Regions from separate parts of the Mus musculus genome. Here all the other regions are linked to region 1. Evidence: chromatin contacts called from public Micro-C and capture Hi-C data. All regions are on one chromosome and are shown on one strand. The core of a region is the stretch at or near the end of the contact, and the rest is flanking DNA. Distances in the headings are between cores, read along the strand shown. Region 1 holds the start of Arhgef7 (Rho guanine nucleotide exchange factor (GEF7)). Region 2 holds the start of Atp11a (ATPase, class VI, type 11A). Region 3 holds the start of Tfdp1 (transcription factor Dp 1).

Region 1 (5,022 bases), core at 215-2,714:
TCCTCTGTCTATTAAGTCGGCCTCTGCCTGGCTTCCTTAGGGCCACTTGACAGTCAATATATGTAGCTATCTTTGTGTACTGCGTGATAAGGCCAGACCTAGTCTAACAGGATTTAAAAATAGTAACGAGTAAATTTTTCAATTCAGCACTAGGGAAAGCTTCTTCCGGGTTGAGCAGCTTTGGTCGATAGACTCGGGCGTCGGTGATCAGTTTTGCATTGCCACTCTCTGGACCTCCACAGGGAAGCAAGATGGGAAACTGGCTGATGTGGGGCTCCTAGGGCAGGGTACCTCTCATATGTAACCAGGAAAATGGACAAAAAGTGAGGCTTGGGTCTGTCGGTGGTAAAGACACCGTAATTGCAGCAGTGGTTGGTTAGGGCTGGCTAGCGCTGCTCTGAAGGCAGCTGCCACCACAGAGAAGCTGGCCCTCAACAAACTTCACACTATTTTAATGCTTTGTTTGTGTCTGGAACAGAAATGTAGTCATTTAGCCAGAAGATGCTATTAAACGCAATCGATGGTGGTGATGGAAGCACCTGGAGAATGCAGAGAAGAGAGTCGAACCTGTGATCATTTTTTTGTTTTGTTTTTGTTTTTTGTTTTTAATTGACAGCATCGCATGGCTTCTAGCCTTGAGCAGTTACTGGATGAACGTGCGTGCCTGGCCCAGGGGAAAGGTCTCCTGGGACACTGCAAGCTTTATTTTAAACTGTCGAGGAGTGCCAGCCAGCAGGGAAAGCATAGGACCAGTGGCGGGAGTAAGTGGAAATATGTGTCGATTGACGGTGAGCCCTCACCTACTCCCCCCTTCCCCCAAGGCTCCTGTCACACATCCTTTGCGCTGGAAGAGGACGCCCAAGTTCTGGGCCTAAGCGTGGACAGCACGCTTTCCAGCGGACACCCACCCGAGGTTGCGATGTGCTCTTGATCGCTGGACACGTCACCGTCAATTTCACAAGGAGTCATGCAAGGCTTCTGGCTACTAAGGTCGTCCGCGCCCGCCGCCCCCCATCTCCGCTCCCGCCCCCCGCCTCCAGTGGCCTTGCAGCCAGCCGCTTAGCATCGCGCCCGCGTTCCCGACGCTCGTTCCTGCCCGAGTGAGACCCATCTGGTCACAGATCTAACGAGCATGTGCGTGCCATCCCCGCCGGCTGGCGAGGTGGCGAAGAGACGCCCGCGCCCCGCAGTCGGCGGGCTAGCTCAAGAGAGCATTCTGGGAAGCGCTTACTAATCGCGCGCCGCCCTACCCACAAAGGCGCGCAGCCCCGGGGCGCGCGGGCGGCGCAGGTGAGCGGGGGGCGCGCCAGCTGTCGTGCGCCGGGGCTGGCGCGGGGTGCGCGCGGGCGGCCGCCGCGTCTTTCTTCTCCGGTGATGTCATCGGGCGACGGCGGCCGCGGCCGGGGGGCGGCGGCGGGGGCGGTGCCGGGCGCCCGCAGGTTCCTGCGCCGCTAATGAAAAGGCACTTGACAGCGGGCCAGGGCGCGCGCGAGCCCGCGGAGCGGAGCGGGACCTGCTGGGCCGGCCGGGCCAATCGCCGGCGCGCGGCCGCCCATGGGCGCGGAGGCGGCGGGGGCGCGGGTGGCCGCGGCCCGGGCCGCTCCGAGGTGATCGCGCGCGGCGCCCCCTCTGTGCGCGCAGCCCGAGCCGCCGCAGCGATGAATTCTGCCGAGCAGACCGTTACGTGGCTCATCACCCTGGGCGTGCTGGAGTCGCCCAAGAAAACCATCTCGGACCCTGAGGTCTTCTTGCAGGCGTCGCTCAAGGACGGGGTGGTCCTATGCCGGCTGCTGGAGCGCCTGCTGCCCGGGACCATCGAGAAAGTAAGTGGCCATGGCACGGTCTTCGGGTGGGTCCCCGGCCCGGGCGGGCGGCGGGCGGCGGGGCGCGCGGGAGCACCTGGCGCGCGCCGGCTCGGGGCCCGCGCGCCCTCCTTTGTGCGCGGACCCGGCGGCGCGCAAGGCGCGGGGACCGGCGGCGGGAGTTCGGGGCGCCATTGTGTGCGGGGCGCCGGGAAGGGGACCCGCCCTGAGAGCACAGACAGCGGAGGGGGCCGCGGTGACGCTCGGGGCCGGCTCGGGGTCACGAGAAGGAGAGTTGGCTGTGCCGGCGGCGGTGGGGTTCTGCTCCACCCTAACGTGAAGTTGGGAGGTCGGCTTCGCCCCTCGCCGACACCGATCGGAAAACCTCGTCTCTGTGCCGCGCAGCTTTCTGCGATGGCTTTGTTTGAACGGTTTCGTCGCTGCCTTTGCAGTCTGACTCTTGCGTTGAATGGACCGGTGGCTGGGCATGTTTAAAGGATGCATCAAAAGCCAAGGGAGGGCCGAGCTGTGAAATGACTTACTGCCTTCCCCATCAAGGGATTCTTCACTCAGCCAAGCCTGCAGAACAGCGCACACAGGGTGCTGAAGCCCGATTTCTTTGGGGATGGGTCAGAATTTTTATCCTCACTGCCTGCTAGATTTGGAGCTGTCTGCCTGCTGCTGCTGGCTGCTGGCTCCCTGGCTCTGCAGTGTGAACCTTGACCACCGCTCTGGGTGACCAAAGTTTGTTTTCGTTTGTAAGCTCACAGAGCGGGCCGGGTCAGGGGTTGGGAGCACTTCTAAGAACAACCATGTTTTATAGGTCAAAAAATAATAAAGTCCTGTGTTCAAGATTATGCCAATACACAGTTTACAAGAAAACTTAAGATCCTTAGTAATTTAAAAGGTGTTAAGTACAGAAATGGAAGTGTCCCATAATTAGGAAGAAGTAACACTTCTTAATGGAGTACACACACACACACACACACACACACACACACATGCACATACACACAGACAGGCCCTAGGCAGGACACTCTGTTAATGCATATTAAGTGACCTGAAAAAGCAGAAATTCTAATTGTATTCATAAATTGGCATGCTGCAGTGTCAGAAAACATTTACCATGAGTTCCACATGCGTACCACAGGTTTTAGGTGTTTTCTTGAACATTGTATTGAAAACGACATGCATCTTAGAAGGACTAACTGATGTGGGAAACACTGTTTATAAGTGGGGCAGATCAATAAAGTTACAATTTTAAGATGCAACGACTGAAGAGAGCAGGGTGTGACTTGCCAGACACTGAGAAAACCCGGCTGTCCCCTGGCCATTGGTGATAATAAAAGACAGACGTCTGAGTGAGACACATGCTAAGGTTCTTAAAGATAACCCTGTTCTGTTTCTGAGGCAAAGCTGTAAAAAGATTCCTGTGCTATGTCAATGGACATGTTCCCATCCATGAACACGTCACGTGACATGTTTGCAGCGTTGATGTGGTCAGGCAAACTTCAAAAATTCATATTCTATTTTAAATTCTAGAAAGATCCCGTGAGGAAGTTGCAGCGCCTCTTTCATCTCTGACACAACACAGAGAGAGATGAATAAAAAGGGCTAGCCTCTGGCAGCTAGATTGGTCTCAAACATTCTGAAACTACAGTCGAGTGGAAATCTCTTGGGTCGGTGTTGTTTTAACTCTCTTTTTGAAGGCTGATGACCCTGTACAGATAGTCCCTGGCTCTTGAGTGAGGGGTATTTGTGGGGAGTAAACCATCAGCCACTGTCTGAAATTCTGGATTCCACGAGTTTGCATCTGCCATGAAGTCATCCGCACTTGGCAATGAATGCCTGCATGGAATCACATTTGTCTTGAAGCACATGTGTGGGGCAGCTTTTGCTTCCGTGCTGGAATGCCAGAGGGAGACCCTCTCTCCTTAAAAAGGAAATGCCTGGAAACAGAGCTGAACTTATGTGCGGCACGTGAAGGGTCTTAGCTGGACCCATTGCTACGTGGGCATGCTGACACTGGAGGGTTGTGAGCAGCGTAGGACTTCCCTTTCTCAAGTTCATGAGTTTAAAATGGAGTCCAGGCCTGGGAATGAGTGCCGAAGGAAGGCTTCCCATGTGTCTTTTATTAAGAGCACGTCCTGTTGTGTTTCACAACTGGGTTGGCTAGCGGGGACGGGACATTCCTTGAGCTCCAGCTCAGGCAAAGAAAATGGTGGGTTAGGGTCCCTTTCCTGAAGCCTCTGTGTTTACTTCTCTTTGGAGGCGAGAGGAGTGAGCTACAGACTGGTGGTAAGGGGTTCTGCTAACTGCTGCCTGCTGCCTGCCACGGCTCTTGGTTGCAGGAAAGAGGGAGGCTGGGATTGGCAAGTTTCCCCAGCTCTGGGGATCAAACTTTTGCCCTTTGATTGTTCTCTGAAGAGTCAGGCCTGAGCTGGTCCCATCCTGTTCCCTCCCTTTTCTGATCCCAAACCTGTCTTAGCCATCGGGTCCCTGAGCCTTGGCAGCACCATCCTTAGTAAACTCCTGCTTCAGACACTTCTAGGTTATTTTGTCCAAAGGAGGCACACCCTAGATGCAGGAATTTTAGAGGATAGAAAACCACCAAGCATAATCTGTGCTAAAATGCTGTTTTAATTTTACTCGTGGACGCAGTGTACAAAGTTGCTTAATTTCCCTAAAAGCCTCCAGGAACTTTGTTCCTACTGTGTGTCCCTGAATGGGTCAGGGAAGCTGTGTGCAGTCCACATGGCATTCTCTGTGGGAGAACTGGGGTCACCAGGATTTGGGAGTGTAACTGAAACCAGGGGTCCCTCCCCACCATATATGCATTTGTTTCGTGGTCTGGTGGCCAGAAATTCGTGACCAAGGTATGGCATGTGCTTCCTACATATGCTGGGACACTTGCCACTTGCCCAGGCCTTTCTCATACGCTCAGGGATCCCTAAGTTTGTGGAAGCACACCTGTGAAGCACACCTGTGTTATATGAAGTTCTCACTGTGGGCAAATCCGTTCTGTCCAAATCCACCGTACGTCCTCTACCTGGTATGAGGGCATCTCCCCAATTACCTCCCGAGTGACCATCACCAGGTAAAACCACATTCTGAGGTCCTGGGGGGCTGGGCCCCCCCATGTGTGAATTTTGTGGAGCGTAATCCAACCACAGCTGATCTCAATCAACTTTTAAGAACTTTCTTAACCTACTTGACATTG
Region 2 (4,868 bases), core at 946-3,445, 1.0 Mb after region 1:
TTCTTTTCTTATTAGATATTTTCTTTATTTACATTTTAAATGTTATCCCCTTTCCTGGTTTCCCCTCCGAAAACCCCCTATCCCCTGCCCCCTTCCCCTGCTCACTAACCTGCCCACTCCTACTTCCTGGCCCTGGCCTTCCTCTACACTGGGGCTTAGAACCTTCACAAGACCAAGGGCCTCTCCTCCCATTGATGACTGACTAGGCCATCCTCTGCTTACATAGGCAGCTGGAGCCATGAGTCCCACACCATGCGTTTTCTTTGATTGGTGGTTTAGTCCCAGGGAGCGCTGGGGTTACTGGTTAGTTCATATTGCTGTTCCTCCTATGGGGCTGCAAACCCCTTCAGCTCCTTGGGTCCTTTCTCTAGCTCCTTCATTGGGGACCCTGTGCTCCGTCCAATGGATGGCTGTGAGCATCCACTTCTGTATTTGTCAGGCACTGGCAGAGCCTCTCAGGAGACAGCTATATCAGGCTCCTGTCAGCAGGCTCTTGTTGGCATCCACAACATGTCTGGGGGATCCATCCCATATACAATAAACTCTCGATTTCTTAAAAGCAAGGAAACCTTCCTAAACAGCCTCCAGCATGTTCCTCTATGTGTTAATTAGCAAGTCAGCCACTTGCTAGAATGAATGGTGTCAGCTGGAGGGAGCCAGAGAGTCCTGAGCCCCACAAAGGGTGAAGGCTCAGAGGATGAAGTCACTCACTCCTGTTGCACCACCAGGGAAGTGCTTTGCTCTGTATGAAGAATAAGCTAGACACCAGGGCTCACTCCTGTGTTCCAACACTTCAGAGGCTGAGGCAGGATGTTTGTATAGAGTTTGAGACCAGCCTAGAATGAAGATTCGGTCTCAAAAATCCAAACAAGAAAAAAGAAAGGAAGGAAGGAAATGAAACATTCCTCCAAGTAGAACATTCTCTAAGGATAGATAGGAAGGCTTTATCCTGAGGCACATCTGTGCCAGGAATACCCACTGCAATTGTAATTGGCCAATAGCCTACAATTTGGCCCAGCAGTCATGGTAGGAAAGAGATAGAGCATCAGAGACACATGAACAGCCCAGTCAGGCCCACTGAGGCCAGCAGCTAGTCCCTAGACATAGAGGCCTGCTGTCCTCAAGAGTCCACACCACAGCTAGGAGTACCAATGAGCGCTGACTGCCAACTCCACCAGGCTCACAGCAAGTCCAGGAAGCCCGGAGAGAAAACCCTTTGCCCTGAGGCTGGCTGGGTGTCTGTAGCTGGTGCTCCGTGGTGAGCACTGGTGTAGAACTTAGGTAGAAAACAGGGTAGAAGGCGGTGGTGGCTCAGGAGATCAGTTTAGTCACTGGCACCATTGCCACCAGTGTCTAATCCAAACCATAGCAAAGTCAGATCTCCTCCACACCCTGTCAGAACGCTCTCAAATACATTCCTAATCCTCAGGTCTGGTGCTCCTGATCGGCCACTGCAGATCCCTCGTCTCTGGTTCTACCGTTATCAGAAGCAAAAGCAAGGGATGTGGAACCAGTAAACATTAGCTAGATTACGGCTGGGCTGGAGGTAAGGAAGGTTGTTCAGCCATGTGCCACTTCACACCTAGGCAGCAAAGAACCACCTTCCCTGGGTGCTAGCCATGGTGATACAGTTGTAAGGTAGAAGCAGGAAGCATTTGACAGGGGGCTGGACCACAAGGTAAAACCCAGGACTGTGGAGGGTCTTCCCTGAGGCCTGGTTTCTGGAAGGCAGGACAGAGACTGGGCCCCAGGAGTAGGTAGAGGTAGAGAGTAGTGAGTCATGAGAGCTGGATCAGGACGTGTTTGGTTTGGTCTCCAAGGGAGTCAGTCCCAAAAGGGGTGGTAATGTTCGCTCCCTGTAGCCACCTGAGGATCCTGTGTCTTCTGTCCACGCCACGGCAGGAGGTGTGACCCCCCCCCCCCCCCCGCAGGCCTAGGGACCCAGGCCCATGGCACTCGCCATGGAGTCCTGGGCTCACAGCCAGGCTTCCGTTTTAGAAGAGGAGTGAACGGGGCGGGGGTGGAGAAGGGGTGGATCAGCACCCGACGAGCCACGCGGGGGCGATGACAGCCCCCCCCGCCCCCCCTCCCCCAGTCCCGCAGGGAGGCGGAAGCAACAGGGCGGCGGCGACGCGCTAGGGAGTCGCGGCGCGCGCGGGGCCGGGGCGGGGGCTGCGGCGCGCGCATGCTCACACGCGCCCGTGACGCGCGGGGCGCAGCGGGGCAGAGCCGGCTCCAGAGGCGCGGCGGCCGCGGGAGGAGCAGGCGCGGAGCATCGAGCGCAGGCCGCGTCGGCCCGACGGGAGTAGCGCCGGGCGCAGGCCGCCTCCTCCGAGCCGCCTGCGCGCGGGCCGAGACCCTTGGCCGCCGCCGGCGGGGCATGAGCGCGGAGGGGCCGCGGCCGCCCCCCGCGCCGCCCAGGCCGTGACCGGGCGGGGGGCGGCTGCGCTAGCGCCCGCAGCCCAGGGGCTCGCGGAGCCGGGAGCGATAACCATGGACTGCAGTCTATTGAGGACGCTCGTGCGCAGATACGTGAGTGGCTCTCTGTGATGGGTCCGGGGTCCGGGGTCCGGGTCTGGGTCAGGGTTCAGGCCCGGAACGTCCCGCCGTCGGGTCCCCGCCGCGCTCCACCTGCGCTCGGCCAGGCCCACCCGGAAGGCAGTTGCAGCCGGGTCGATCCCGGGGTCGAGGGACATCCATCCTTATGGGGGTTGCGCTCAGCCCCAGCGGGGCGGGCCGACGCGGGGACCGGGACCGGCTGGGACATATGTACGGGGCTGCGGGGAAGCGGGGAGCCTCCACAGGGGAGTCAGAAGTGAAGTTTGCCATCTCTGAAAGTAGTCAGCCAGGTCCGAGTGCGTAGTTCCCGGCTCCCTTGGATGCTGCTGCGCGGTTAGTGACGGAGTGCCTCACCAGGGGAGACCAGGGAGGTAGGTGGCATCCATCAGCCGGGATGGAGCAAAGTGGGTGTGTGTACAGAAAAGAGAGAATCTGCCCCGGGACAGCTTGTCTTCCCTAAGCTGGACACAAGGACCTATTGTACGGCAGCTGGCGCGGGGTGGTCACAGGTTTGAGGAGCGCGTGCCTTGCCCAGTGCGGGCTGGGTACGGAGGGGACCAGAGCCGGCTCTCTCTAGCTTCTCTGAGTGACACTTGTCCTTGGATGTGGGTTTTTCTGAAGGGGAATTTACCCGGGTTTTTCTTCTTGCTTTTCTGGTTAATTTCCATCCAATTTTGGCCTTCCAGTAAGCAAAGAATGAGACTAGGAAACTGCAGCCCTCCCCACCCCACCCCACCCCACCCCACCCCCGTGGGAAGCGAAAGGAGGAGGGGTGGTCTTCTTGGTCCCTGTAGACAGTCACCTGCCAGCTTCCCAGGGCCACAGGACGAATTTTCCGTCCCTGGTGCTGTCTTTTACTTCCACAGTGCCCTTAGGCAAGCCTTCAGCTATTTTATATTTCCTTATCTAGGTAAAATTTCAAGTTAGTTTCTTTTTGCTGTGCTATTCTACTTTCGAAGTGGTATTTTCTCTCAAATCTAGGCTGCAGATATTCCTTAACGAACTTTGCCACTCTTAATTATTTGATAATGCATCTGGAATGTAAGTTATGGAATGTTATTCCTTCTGCTCATCTCATTTTTGACTGCTCTGCCACAGGCCTTAAACTCGAGTCTAAGCCATGAAATTAATTTGACTTTTCCCCGAAACAGTTATGGCTTGTTTTCTTATTATGTATTTATCTTCCAAGATGTGAGGTTAAATTATATTTTCTTTTATAAGAAGAGAAAAAGAGATTGGATATTCTTATCTCCTGGTTTATTCGACTCATTCTACAGAAATGAGCCTCTCCTCTGTAGCCTGCTGCCTTTCACACAGTCAGAATTCCTGAGAGCAATAAAAGCACCACAGCTCCCTCTAAGGCCATAGGTTGCTAAAGAAGGAGTCATCAGCCCTTGGACAAGAACACTGTCATAGGTATTTTGTCCTGGGTCAGTTCTCGGCAGCGAATACAGGCAGGTAAATGAAAGAGAGAACTCTGTCTTTGAGGCCAGTCCGCCCCATGCTACACGTTGGTCACATAGCTGTGTGAACAGCTCATGCGCTCTTGTAGTAGCCGATGTTCCAGATATAGTCTAAGTCATATCATGCATCTTAGGCATTTTAAGGAGCACATATAGAGCCAGTGACACTTCCTCTTAGATATGTAAAGTGAGGAGTGTGGCTCAAGTCAGCGACCCGACCCTCTCGGAGGACCAGCTGCGGAGCCTCCCGGCAGAGGCTAGAGGAGGCCTTTGCAGCCGTGGACCTGGTGGGCCTGGCTCCTAGGGTTGTCCTGCTGCAGTGTCCTTGTCACTGTGCCTTGCAGTTCTTGTGAAGATTGAGTGTCTTAGTCTAGAAAAGGGGTAAGGATGGGGCCTGGTTCCCCGGAGAGGCTCAACAAGTTTACCAGCACCTAATGCCAAGGTTCCCTAGGGGGTAGGGGTGGAGTTCTGGAACCCTTCAAAACTTTTACTTTTTTGAGAGAATCTCCCTAAGTGTGATTGGTTGGTCTGGATCTCACTATGTAGTCTAGGCTAGTCCTGATCTCACAGAGATCTGTGTGCCTCTGACTTCCCAGTGCTGGGATTAAATGCATTGGCTACCTGACCCAAAGCCCTGTTAAAAAGGGGTGGAAGTTAGTTGGTTCCCCACAGGGCTTTCCTGGGAGAGTAGGGGAATGAATTGGTGGTGGGTATGGTTTGTATACTTGGGAAAGATAAAATAGCGGAAAGCGAGGCACGGGGCACTGCTGCCAGCCAAGCAGGAGCAGTTGCAGAGCTTTCTTAGAGGCAGCTTCCCAGGCCAGGCTCCTCATGGAGGGAGGCCCT
Region 3 (4,719 bases), core at 378-2,877, 1.6 Mb after region 1:
TGCACCAGTCACAGTCTTTCTGCTTGGCCAGTAGAGATGCTTCCCTCCCCCTCCCCCTGAACCCCTCATCCCCCAACCCCAAATTCTGGGTGAAAACTGCTACTAGAGCTTACCAGAGCTTGTGATGGCAAAGAGTCTAGTGCAAGCTATTGACACACTCATGCCTTGGGTATTTCTGGTGCAAGCTATTGACACACTCATGCCTTGGGTATTTCTGGTGCAAGCTATTGACACACTCATGCCTTGGGTATTTCTGGTGCAAGCTATTGACACACTCATGCCTGGGTATCGCCTCTTCTGCTTCAGCAATAAGCAGCTGTGGTTGCAGGGCTGCTTCCTCAAAGCCGCTGAGCAGTGTTCAAACAGGACAGCTGCTGGCGGACAGTTCGGCCAGATGCTAAAGAAGGGCTGTTGGGCTGAGTCATGGGACTGAGGCAGCCAGGTAACGGAGAAAGATCTGTCAGTTTGGGAGTCAAATTGACCTTTCCTCCAGAATAAAATCCGGTCACTCACATTAACAGTTTTCTGATAGTACTTAACTTTGCCCTGCTCTTCAGTCCCATATTCTTGGGAAACGTTGTGTCATTTTATCTGAACCATTTGGACTGATTTGTGAGCCCCAGCCTATTCTCCTCCCAGGCTCTCCAGCTTTAGTCTTAAAGAAGTGGCCTCTAAGATGGACTGAGTCTTCAAGGCTCAGGGTCTACCAGACCCCTCTTGGGATGAAGCAGAAGGTTTCTGAAGTGAAAGGCGCAAATGCATACACACCTGATTAACAGGCTGTTTCCTGCCCTGAATCACTGACAGCCCAGGCTCAGGGCATGTGGCTGTGGAGGTCAGTAGTTGAGCAGAGGTGGGGGATCTTGTCTCTGTATTGTTCAGTATGCATCCGAACAGTCTTTACTTTGTTCTGTGTAAATGAACAAGATTCTTCTCCCTGTGTGCACATGCAGGTACTTTAAAGCACTCTCAGAACTGACCTCTTTTTTCTCATGTGTACACACACGCCTGCTTTTTTTCAGTGCGCAGACATTAACATAGGTTTCCATATGTTTGCACAGAGGGTTCTCTTCTGTATATATGTTCAGGCGTGCACACACGACTGATACTCCATGTACACACACGTGTATACAGTCAGACTCTGCATATCCACAGGTGTGCACACACATGATCCTTTCCCTACGTGTGCATGCAGGTATGGCACACACCACATTCTTTTCACCGTTGGCGCGCGTGGTACACGCGCACACACAGAGCCAAACACGTGGCCCTCTACTCCCTGCGCATGCACACAGATATGCATACAGTTGGCCCTTGGTGTACACACACACACACATACACACACACACACACACACACACACACACACACACACACACACACAGAGGCGCGCACACACGTGGCCTCTCTCCGAGCGCACATGGAGACGCGCGCAGCGCTGTTCGGCGTCGGCGGTCTCCAGCCGGGTCCCGCCGCACGCGCACGCGCGCGCAGGCCCCGCCCCTCTCCCAGGGCGGGTAGCACCGGCGAGAGGCGCGGGAGATGAGCGGCGGGAGGAGGAGGAGGAGGAGGAGGGCGCCGAAGGCGCGAAAAGGCGCGCAGGCGCGCTGCGCGCAGCGGGCCCGCCGCCGCCCACGTCACCGCGCCGCGCGCACGTCACGCCGGCCCGACGCTCGGCCCAGGGTGAGCCCGCGTCCCGGCGCCGCTGGCTCAGGGCAGGGACCGCCAGGGCCGGACCTCCGGGCCGGCGCCTCCGCGCCCCCGTCGTCCGCCCCGCGCGCCCCGCCGGCCAGCCAGGTGTGGCGGGGGCACCGGCCGGTCGCGGCGGGAGGGCGCAGGCTGGGCGCGCGGCCCCGTTCCCGCCCCAGCCCGGTTCCCGCGTCCGGTCGCATCCCGCCCGCCGCCCAGCCTCAGCTGGAGTCGGCCTCGACGCGGCGTGGCGTGGGCGGCGGGCAGGGGTCCTGGCCACCCTCCGGCTCTGTCCGCGCCAGGGCGCGGGGCTGGTGGCTGGGCCTAGTGACAGGTGGGGCGAGCGGGCGGGCGGCCGGGAGCCCACCTGTCAGAGTGGTCGGCGGCCCCTCGGGGTCTTGGGCAGCCCGGGGTGGGGGGTGCCCGCCGCGGCCCGGGCGGAGCCACGCAGTGTCGTGTGCCCAAGTGGGGGGCCTTGTGCCTCGGCGGGGCCTGTGGTCAGGCGGGGCCCGCGTGCCCAGGTGGGGTGAGCCTGACGGCTGCGCGTCGCTCAGCCAAGGGTCCGGGGTCTGGCCCCGCTGCCGGTGGGAGCTGCTGGTGCCCGCAGGGAGCATTTCCATTTAGAGAGGTGACTTAAAATCCCCGTGTGGGACCTGCTTGGCTAGCTCTCCTGTCGGGATTGTGCAAGAAAGGCCCCTGCTGCCTGGAGGCCTGCCTCTGCCTCGTGCTGGTGGGGAGATGTTTCCTTTGAAATGCGATGTGCGTTAAATTTCTTCTCATTCTCATTCATTATTCATCCCCTCCCTTTTTTTCTTTTCTTTCTTTCTTTCTTTTTTTTTTTTTTTTAACCAGATAAGTACGGTTTCTTCTGTGGAGGGTACGCAGTTAAAGCCTTGATTTCCTGGATCTGGTAACATGGCAAAAGATGTAAGTATGGTCGCTGCATGCTGCAGACATGTTGGCACAGCTCGTTGCAGTTTTCTCCCTTTATTTGAGAGTGGCCATACGTGTGTGGCAGTGGGTTGGCCAAGACATTTTACAGGCAGGAGCTGGGATGGAGATGAGGGATGATGGCGAGAGTCGTTAGGTGGGTGTCTCCCCTCTGCACAAATGGTCTTTGTCATCCGAAGCGTGACACGTTTTTTTTTTCTTTTTTGTTTTTTTTTTCGTGGTTTGATGATGATGTCTTGATTTTTTTTTCTTTATCTAAACTGCTTAAATAAAATAAAAAAATTAATACATCTCTCAGTTATGAGTGTGTGAGAGGGTGTTGTTTGTTAGTGGGTTTCCACACAGGAGAGCTGTCAACATGGAACTTACACTGTACTAGTTTTATGTAGTACGTAAGACCGTAATCCAGCTTTGATGGATTGAATCCCAACTACTTGTTTGGGCACATTTTTCTCAGAAAGATGACATTTGGTGATTAATGAAACACCGTGGAAATGCTGGTTGGTTTAGCTTCATATTTATCACGAAGCTACCGAGCGTTTTGAAGTTTTTTTGGGAAACAGGTATGGACAATTAGGTTTTAAGGCTGTAAATACAGTCTGTATTGTTGGTCACATACATACATTTTTGCAGTATTGCTTTAACTCCCTCCAACACTGATCGTGTCCGTTCCAGTGTTCCTCAGTGTCCACTGTTCTGTGACTGTTAGATTCATGCCTTTTCTGTGCAGCCCTGGAAATGCAGGCAGACATGCCGCATCAGCTAGAGTTGTGCCCAGGTGTAGCGGAACCGTGGTGCAGGTGCGGAGTCCTGTCCTGACTGGCCCGCATGGAACAGACCCTCTTCTGGTCATCGAGCACCGGACCTGCTCCTGGGGGCCGGGGGGGGGGGGGGGTCATGTCTCACCCTGAGAGACCTTGTGTAGGTCACCTGAAGTCACAACTACATATGGCACTGGCTTGATCTCGTTATATCTGTTGTCTATGTACATCCATGTCCTGACTCCGTCCCCACGAGTGCCCTAATGAGAGACATGCCACCCAGCGCATGCCTACAAAGTAGCTAGATTTGGTGAATGGGTGTAAACGGGGTGCTGGCTCCCGTGCCTTTGTGAGGCCACATGGCATGGTGTAGTTTCACTGAGTCAGCATACTCAAGCCCAGTCATCTTAGTTTGTCATTATACACTCCTGTGTGCAGTGTCCCCTGGGGAGGCAAGTGGTCAGGAGCTCCTGTCCGGCTGCCGGTTTGGGGTTAGCCATTGTGGTGTGGCTAGGCCAGTGCTGTGACTGGGTATCAGAATGCTGCAGCTTAGTCCCCCAACAAGTGCGCACAGACATAGGCAGAGGTGAAGTGGCGCTCCCTGTTTTCTTGCAGACAGTCAAGGGTTGGGTCTTCTCTGTAGCCAACTGTGTTTTTAAGTAGGATGTGATGTTTGGGTTCGGAAAGGGACTTTGTAACTTATGCTGAAGGGAAAGAAAGAGGCACCATTGAAGTGTTCTAAGCACTTGATGCTTAAGTGAAATCTGGTTGTAAAGGGTCCTGTAGACATGTGGCTCTGAAGGCCATGACACTGGTGAGAACAGACAAAAGTCACGCTTGAGGTCACAGAAGAGGGGCAGGAAGGGCAGACAGAAGACAAATAACTTAGGGTTTTTCTGCCCCTGCTGGTGCCCAGGCAGACCAGCAGGTAAGTTGGGCTCACTGTGAACCGGGGCTGTGAAGCCGGGCAGGCAGTTGTCAGTGGACAGGATGGGGATGGCAGGAGCTGGCACGGAGCAGTGGAGTGGGGGTGAGTGCCTGCAGATACTCTGGGGCGCACCTGCAGTGCTTTCCTGTGGTACTGTAGACTGTCCGAGTGTGGGAAGAGCATGTGGCCAGGGTGAGCCATGATCACCCTGCCTTGAAAGCTAGAGGGGCTTGGTTTGGGCGTCTTCTCCCAAGGTCGGTGCTGGCACTCCCTGCCTAGCAAGCCCTGCTGTCTTCCTGAAGATAGTATTCTTGAATCTGTCAATCATCAGAAAAGTTCATCCCCATAGATGTGCCTGGAGGAGTGTTTCCTAGGCGATTATAAATCCCC

What was found. Hi-C and Micro-C count contacts between places; a contact is called where the count stands out from the background. Capture Hi-C pulls out chosen DNA fragments and counts their contacts.
Region 2: a contact with region 1 is called in a Micro-C map of embryonic stem cells, with 6 times the contacts expected there. The contact joins the promoter of Atp11a here to the promoter of Arhgef7 in region 1. A contact is called at or near these places in 4 of 39 promoter capture datasets (cranial neural crest, embryonic stem cells, hippocampal neurons and 1 more), 2 of 484 Hi-C or Micro-C datasets (both in embryonic stem cells), 2 of 115 datasets of contacts at active chromatin or transcription factors (embryonic midbrain and embryonic stem cells) and 1 of 9 other capture datasets (embryonic stem cells).
Region 3: a capture Hi-C map of embryonic stem cells shows a contact between it and region 1, with 4 times the contacts expected there. The contact joins the promoter of Tfdp1 here to the promoter of Arhgef7 in region 1. A contact is called at or near these places in 1 of 39 promoter capture datasets (embryonic stem cells), 1 of 484 Hi-C or Micro-C datasets (embryonic stem cells), 2 of 115 datasets of contacts at active chromatin or transcription factors (embryonic forebrain and embryonic stem cells) and 1 of 9 other capture datasets (embryonic stem cells).

Annotation. Positions count from the first base shown.
Region 1 is chr8:11,726,594-11,731,615 of GRCm38.p6, forward strand. Arhgef7 (Rho guanine nucleotide exchange factor (GEF7)) reads left to right here and starts at 1,465. Exons shown (of 22, transcript NM_001372321.1): 1 at 1,465-1,823. The coding sequence starts at 1,659.
Region 2 is chr8:12,754,821-12,759,688 of GRCm38.p6, forward strand. It overlaps Atp11a (ATPase, class VI, type 11A), which reads left to right and starts at 2,196. Exons shown (of 30, transcript NM_001293667.1): 1 at 2,196-2,532. The coding sequence starts at 2,494. Gm33587 (a long non-coding RNA gene) reads right to left here and starts at 2,076. Exons shown (of 3, transcript XR_378725.3): 1 at 1,867-2,076.
Region 3 is chr8:13,337,124-13,341,842 of GRCm38.p6, forward strand. It overlaps Tfdp1 (transcription factor Dp 1), which reads left to right and starts at 1,628. Exons shown (of 12, transcript NM_001291765.1): 1 at 1,628-1,683; 2 at 2,542-2,616. The coding sequence starts at 2,605.